Linked DNA regions of Sus scrofa: region 1 is linked to region 2. The links are chromatin contacts, called in public HiChIP or PLAC-seq maps. All regions are on one chromosome and are shown on one strand. Each heading gives the region's core, a stretch centred on a gene start, on an enhancer-like site or on the middle of the called end of the contact. The rest is flanking DNA. Distances are from core to core; before and after follow the strand shown. Region 1 has its middle 35 kb from the start of EPCAM. Region 2 overlaps LOC110260019 (a long non-coding RNA gene).

The links. HiChIP or PLAC-seq counts read pairs in DNA pulled down with a chosen protein or histone mark.
Region 1: a contact with region 2 is called in an H3K27ac HiChIP or PLAC-seq map of alveolar macrophages. The contact joins two enhancer-like sites. A contact is called at or near these places in 8 of 47 Hi-C or Micro-C datasets (brain, embryonic fibroblasts, epiblast stem cells and 5 more) and 1 of 2 datasets of contacts at active chromatin or transcription factors (alveolar macrophages).

What each region holds. Positions count from the first base shown.
Region 1 is chr3:93,218,686-93,222,249 of Sscrofa11.1, reverse strand. No RefSeq gene overlaps it. Among named protein-coding and RNA genes, the nearest start is that of EPCAM, 35 kb to the right of the region's middle. Within about 2 kb of position 2,204, at least 6 of the 83 cell types and tissues checked have an H3K27ac peak or open chromatin away from gene starts, as enhancers often do. A contact at or near this core is called in alveolar macrophages, where this site is marked.
Region 2 is chr3:93,653,255-93,657,092 of Sscrofa11.1, reverse strand. It overlaps LOC110260019 (a long non-coding RNA gene), which reads left to right. Exons shown (of 3, transcript XR_002342725.1): 2 at 659-849; 3 at 1,333-3,838. Among named protein-coding and RNA genes, the nearest start is that of MCFD2, 34 kb to the right of the region's middle. Within about 2 kb of position 1,787, at least 9 of the 83 cell types and tissues checked have an H3K27ac peak or open chromatin away from gene starts, as enhancers often do. A contact at or near this core is called in alveolar macrophages, where this site is marked.

The sequences.
Region 1 (3,564 bases), core at 955-3,454, 440 kb after region 2:
AGCCCAGGACCCATCTCAGGGAGGCAGGGAGGCGGCCAGAGGCAGACCACGCATGCATGACGGGTTCGACCTGCAGTGCACACTTCATTGTTCCATCAGACTTCATGTACAAAACATAAATTCAAAAATAACATTATTAAGGAGTTCCCATCGTGGCACAGTGGTTAACGAATCTGACTAGGAACCATGAGGCTGTGGGTTTGATCCCTGGCCTTGCTCATTGGGTTAAGGATCTGGCATTGCTGTGAGCTGTGGTGTAGGTCACAGACACAGCTCAGATCCCGAGTTGCAGTGGCTGTGGTGTAGGCCGGCTGCTACAGCTCCAATTAGACCCCTAGCCTGGGAACCTCTAAATGCCGAGGATGCGGCCCTAAAAAGACCAAAGACAAAAAAAAAAAAAAGATGATATTAAGAATGGTGAATGTATTCTTAAAATGATCTTCTTTAATAATGCTTTAATAATTCTTAAAATGATTAAAAGTTAAAAGCATCGAGACCACGGCCACAGAACATTAACCCCCCGTGCAGCCTTTTCAAGTGTGAGCCCTTCTGAGGGGCCGTGACCATGACCGCACAGGTTATGCACCCCTGGCCACAGCTGTCAATGCACACATCTTCCAGTATGGGTCCTTGGCAAAGTCTCTTGTTCCCACTTGCTCCTGTTAGAGCTGAGATGGATCCTGAGATTGGCATTAGGAGAGGCATGAAGCTCTCCACGGCAATAATAAAACATCAGCCGAAGGCCTGCAGAGTGTGGTTGAGCAGCCTTAGACTCAGATCACTGCCACCTCATCAGCTTCTTCCAGATGCTAAACGGCACCTCGGCGTCTTGAGAGTCTGGGTTGTTTGTGTCAGAAGTAATAACTTGGATTTTATTTGCCTTTGAAAACTGGATAAGCGTCCATTCACCAGCCTCTGAAATCAGACCCATATTTCATGTTTCCCCATGTGCTTTGAGAAAAGTCTATAAACCCACAGACACGTTTTTTTTTTCCTCCCCAAGGTGAAACTTGACTTTAATACTTAATACCACTGATTCCTGGGGAGCTGTGCTGGGAACATCTTTTTTTTAGGCTCCATTTCTCATCTTAAGGGATTCGATGAATATGCACCCACTCTTCATTATGGAAAGTTTTGAAGACCTCTGAAGTAAAGGAAGGCAGATTTGGGGTTAAACATTAAAAAAGAATAATAGAGAATAATAGGAAAGTTTTCACTTTGATTTCAGAGTTGATTTGTGGCTTCTTCCAAGACTGAAAAATAGCCCCTAAGCAAAAACCTTGTTTTAATACCCAAACATAAATAACACCAGGCAACTGAGAGCATTCAAGTTGAGTTCTTTGGTTATACAAGCATATCTGAATAAATCCCAAATCTCTACCGGGCTCCTTCTTCCTATTTTTTGTGTAGAAACTGGGGCCAGCAGGACTGGTCACTCTGGCAGAGCTGGGCATCAGCAGTGCCTGGGCCATGGTCAGCCGTGTGGCAGGAAAGTTTCTTAAAGGGCTTCACTGGCCAAGAGCCTTTGTATGGTCAGGAGCTGGCAAGAAGGGCTCTCCCAGGTGCCCAGAGCCCCAGATCACAGGCCTACTTTTCCAGTGAGCACTGAGACAGAGTCTCTGAGGAAGATGGCCAGGGCCCGGCAATCAGATGCGTAGGGTTTGGATCTACTGTTCTTCGAACATTTATGCCAATGTGACCTAATTTGCTAAGCAGGGGCTAAAAAAGCTAGATATACCTATTTAAATTCAAAACCAAAAGACAGGAGTTCCCGTGGGGGCGCAGTGAAATGAATCCGAATAGGAACCGTGAGGTTGTGGGTTCCATTCCTGGTCTTGCTCAGTGGGTTAAGGATCCTGCATTGCAGTGAGCTGTGGTATAGGTTGCAGACTCGGCTCAGATCTGATGTTTCTGTGGCTGTGGTGTAAGCTGTCTCTGTAGCTGTGATTATACCCCTAGCCTGGGAGCCTCCATATGCTGTTGGTGTGGCCCTAAAAAAAAAAAAGAGAGAGAGAGAGAGCAAAGCCAAAAGAAACTAAGGGATGATTTCTGATGGGGCATGGTGGTGGGAACACCATTCCACATTGGATTTGTCTCTCACCTCATGCGGGAAGGCAAGGCTCTGATCTTTCCTGGATTATGGAAAAAGAGCATGGAAGTTGTCCTTGGTTTTGGTGAACTCTACCCACTATGGCCAGCAGAGGGCGGTACTGCATTTCAAAGTGGGGGTTGGAGGCCTATTAAAGAATTTAGATATAAAATTTGAGCCCCCTCCACACACCCCACCCCCTCATATTCTCAGTAACTTGTCTAAAGAAAGGTCTCCTTTTCGTCTGCTTCCTAATTCTTGGAAAGCTTAAAGAAATTCTGAAGGGACTCTGTGGCTGTTGTGAGGGAAAAAAATTTTTTCTTCATTGGGATGGCCTTGAGCAAAATTATACCATTCTAGACACTCCATTGCCCCCCTACACACACCCCTTCGATCTCCCCAGCCCTAGGCCCCTGGGCTTTCTTTGTCTCTTTCAATGTTGTGTGTACCGTATCTTCTCTCTCTTTCCCTCCGGTCCTTTGAAGCTTGCTCTTTAGTTACACAATGCAAGGCTTTGCTCTCCATTAAAAGGAATGTCAGGCCTCGGTGAGCAGGTGTGGAAACAGGGGGGAGAGAGCCTTCTAGCATGCCTGACATCAATCATACCTTGACAGCAGGTCAAGCCAAATAGAGTCTTTTTTCTTTTTTTTTTTTTTTTGGCTTTTTGCTTTTTCTAGGGCAGCTCCCACGACATATGGAGGTTCCCAGGCTAGGGGTCCAGTTGAAGCTGCAGCTGCCGGCCTACGCCAGAGCCACAGCAGCACCAGATCGAGCCGAGTCTGCGACCTACACCACAGCTCATGGCAATGCTGGATCCTTAACCCACTGAGCAAGGCCAGGGATCAAACCTGCAACCTCATGGTTCCTAGTCGGATTTGTTAACCACTGCGCCACGATGGGAACTCCAAGCCAAGTAGTCTGAGTCTGAATCTCTGGCCGCTGAAGCACCAGCTGCTCTAACCTGAGGTCCTGCCTCCTAGCTCCAGACCCGCTCTCCATGGTGATGACAGTCATGGCTCCTAATCTCTTTCCTAATCATGCCTGTAACTAACCCTAATGTAAATTTGCCTTATGAGAGGCAGAGAATTTCCTTGGGGGGACATTCCCACCACAATTACCCTAACCCTATCCTCAATTAGCCAGATCTTAGCCCAAGCTACATGCTAATGTTTGGCTGTGAGACCCCGTCCTCATCCCTTCCTCTGTCTTCTGGGCTCCTTCTGGGCACCAGGGCCTTTTCAGAAAAAATCTAAAGGTGCATTTCCTCCCATCCTGACTTCCTCAAATTTTATCTCTGCATCTCTCATCTGGTAGGGTGCTGTGCTCCACTGGAAACCCCACTGGGTGGAAAAAATCCTCAATTCACCATTCCTGACAAGGTGTTCACTTTTTTTTTTTTTTTTTTTTGTCTTTTTAGGGCCACACCCATGACATATGGAAGTTCAGGCTAGGGGTAGAAGTGGAGCTGTAGCTGC
Region 2 (3,838 bases), core at 538-3,037:
AAACAAACAAAAAGCACACACAGAATGTCTTCAAGTCCCAATTAAGTTGAACCTGAACCCTAGCTTGGGCTGCCCACCTTGACCAGGCAGAGCTGGGTCATGGGCGGGGGGGACATCTAGAGACACAGGGCCCTGCTGCCTCCTGCTCCTTGAAAAGGATGAATAAATTCAGATTCACTGGGTGTGAAGTACCTGCCATGTGCCAGCACCTTCATGGATGTTAGGATGACAGCAAACACTTACACTGGGTTTGCTCTGGGCCAGGAATTTGACAAGAGCTCTCTTACATGTTAATCAATCCTCCTAACAGCCCACTGAGATAGCGACTGGAATCCACACTTTAGAGATTGGTTCACAGAGGCACGGAGAGCTTAGCTGGTCCCAAGCCCACCAGCTGCTGACTGGGAAAACCAGGACTAGGAACCCTCACTGCCTTGAACACACTCCCCGTGACATGCCTGCCTCGGTCTCCTGCCATCACCATTCTAACCGTTTCAGACCTGGAGTCTCTCTAGCACCACGGACACGCTCTTTCAGGACAAACTCGCTGGCTAGTCAACAATCGGCCACTTTTTCCTGATGAGTCAGTGCCTCGGCTGCACTGGAGCAGTGGACCTGGCCTGCACCAACCCTCATGGCCCATCCTTTCTCTGCCCAGACAGCCTACTTCCCCATCTGCAGTCCTTTGACTTCTCAGTTCAACACCCTGGCCCTGGGGAGCGAGCCTCAAGACTCCACTCCCAGGAGAACCCTCCAGGGGGCGCTCTCATCCCCAGAGTCAAAGCTGGGCAGCGAGACTGGGAAAAATGACTGGAATAGAGGAACTAGTTCTGTGACCTGGACAAAAAGGTAAGCTTCTCTGAGTCTGTTCCCTTATCTGTCAAGAGGAAGAATGATAGAGATTTTTGTTCCTGGGTCTATGTACCACTTAGGGTTGCAGGTGAGGTGAGAAGGCCGCCAGAGATGTGCAGGGGACCTTCAGCCTGCCACTAGGGGGCTCCCTCTCAGGGAAGGGGCGAGCCCTGCAGCTGGACTGCGCACTGAAGGGAGGGAGGGCAGGACTTCATGGCAGGGAAGGGGAAGGGGCCTAAAATCCCCCAAGAGTATTACCTCTGGCCCGAACCCCCGGTGTTTGGAATTCAGTGCACCAATCTTTCTCAGCTCCTGCTGCAGGTAAAATTGTGTTTGTGTGTTTGGGGCCCTGTGGGGAAAGGGAGGAACGGTGGAAATGCAAGCAGCAGTCAGGTGGCTTAAATGAGCCATCACCCACTACACACCAGATTTTTCACATTCATGGCCTCCTTTAACCCTCACGTTACCCCCCTTTTACAGACAAGAAAGCAGGAGCCGTTCCAGATGTTTCTGCTCCCTCCCGCCCCCGGCGTGGTCTGAGTGAACCCAGGGACAGGGACAGGAAGAGATGCTCCCCAGGGACTCTGGTCCTGGCTGAGTCACCTGGCCTGGATGTCCAGTTCACGCTACCTCTATGTTACTCACTGACCAAGAATATGACTTAATTCCCCGTGGGCGATACCACCAGGCATATAAAGAAATGGGTGATGACCGTGACACAGAAGCTAAAAGCCTCAATTACCCTTCGCAACAGGAACCGGGGACATTTTTATGAAGAGAGAAATTTTTGCCTCATAAATCGCACTTGTGAGAAATCCAGCCCACGCTGCTGGTGACCTTGTCACATCTTCCACAGCCAGAGGCAGCCCCACAGATGGCGGGGATCACCTCAGCCTCACCCCTGCCATTAAGCCCAAGTATGTGTTCTAGAGAGTGTATGGGGGTCAGCCAGGGCTAGGATGAGGCCAGGATAGGCAGCCGGAATGCAAGTATATTCCCAGCTCTCAACCTGGCTCCCTCTGTTGGTCTCAACTGCAGGGCATGGGCATAAGAAGAGGGTCTTTAAAAAGTCTTCTTGACGGGGTCCCACCCCCAGAGATTCTGATGTAACTGGTCCAGGGTGGGCCTGGGCACTGGGAGCTTTAAAAGCCGCCCAGGTGATTCTGATGTACAGCCAAGTTGAGAGCTTACCCCTACCCTGCCCTGCCAGTCGATGAATCAACAGCAAGCTTTTAGCAAGTGCAAGCTGGTGGGAGGGGGGAGACCAGAAACAGGACACAGTTTCTGCCCAGGCTCATTTACATGAAGCCATAATGCGGACTCCCCACACCCCACGGGCAACAGAGACCCTGTGAAGAGGCCTGGGTGCAAGCACCTGGGGGAGCAGCTGCACCTGATCTGAGCCCAGAAGCTTAGGCTGTCTAAAGGCTCCCACCCATGCACACAACCACTGCGTGCTCCCCCGCCCCCTGCCGCGGCGTCCTCACAGGCGCATGCGTCATCTCCGTCCCGCTTTCTTACTCCTCCGACCTTCACCAAGCAGCCTGACTGAGCACACCCAGCTGCCTGAGGATCCCCTTTTATTCCACGGACAGACGTTTGCAGACGACTTTGGGCACGGACTGAGCACCAGGACTGCAAGGGGCAGCAGGCTGGAAGAAACAAACACGGGCGGGCAACAACAAGGCTCCTTCAAGGACAGTACAGCTCTTATCACTGACAGGTAGAATTCACTTAATGCGCTGCCTCAGGAGGCGCACACAGAGGCTCAAAAGAGTCTCCAGCAACCTGTGTTCTTCTAATGAAATCGAAAGCGGGTTCCATAGCGTTCCAGTTACTCTTGGGTATAAATAAAGAGTCCCATTTTCTATAACAAAAAGTCAGTTCACTCGACTGTCAAAGCCATAAACGCTCCCAGGTTCAAAGCCTCCCCTTCCCTTGGCCAGCAGATCAGCCCTTAGGTGGCTTGGGGGTCTCAGGGTCCCGTGCTGACATTCCGGGGGAGACTCTGCATGCTCTTGAGAAGCTCCCCAGGGCTGGGGGTCCCTGGACCTGACAATGTCTCCTACCAAAGCTGACACTGCAGCAGAAGCCCTGCTCAACATCTGTTTATTCATCCAGTATTCAAGCTTCTGTGGGTTGTTGATATTTGTTTTAATGAAGGCATTTAAGGATATAAATTTTCATTAGAGCACATCTTATTTTTTGTATGTTTTTACTGCTCTCCCTACTCTTTAGTACTGATAAAATTATTAGATGTTCAATGAGCAATTTATACAACCCAGAAAAGCAGTCATTAATTCATTAAACAACTATTTAGCCAATGGCTCCTGCATCCTTGAAATGGTTCTTGCCATTGTGGACATACCAAGAAATACATTAGCACAGACCCTACACTCAGAGAGCTTATAGTTCATTCAGGCCTCAGATAGAAACTAGTAAGTATGATAACATCTGATGCAGAAAGATGAAAAATACAACTCACCTTTCATCTCAAAGCTGAGTTTTCCACAGTTCACATTTCAGTACATGACCTTCTAGTATCAGCATTATCACTGTTACACATGCATTAGGTGGTGAATATTTTTCTCATATCAACAAATATTTTTCAGCAAAATGATTTTAGTATTTCAAGAGGTGGATGAATCGTGAATATCTTAATCATGGGATCTTTAAAGCAGAGAGAGTCCTTACCAGGCTTCTATTCTGTGGGTGTGTGGAGTGGGTGTAAAAATCAGGAAACGGTGAGAATTAGGAAGCGTAGCAGTGTCCCCTCCTAAGAGCACACACATTTTGAGAAGAGAAGGGAAGAAAAGTTAAAACTCTGTGTTGGCCAGACTTATCTGTGCTAGATTCAGCCCCAGCCCCTAAAAAGCCACCCCCCTTCACTGAGCCAAAGATGAGGGGTCAACAGACCCAGAGGACTTGTGTGTGTCCAGATGGCCCTGGGTGACCTGATCAGGATATCTGATGGTAACCATCATGC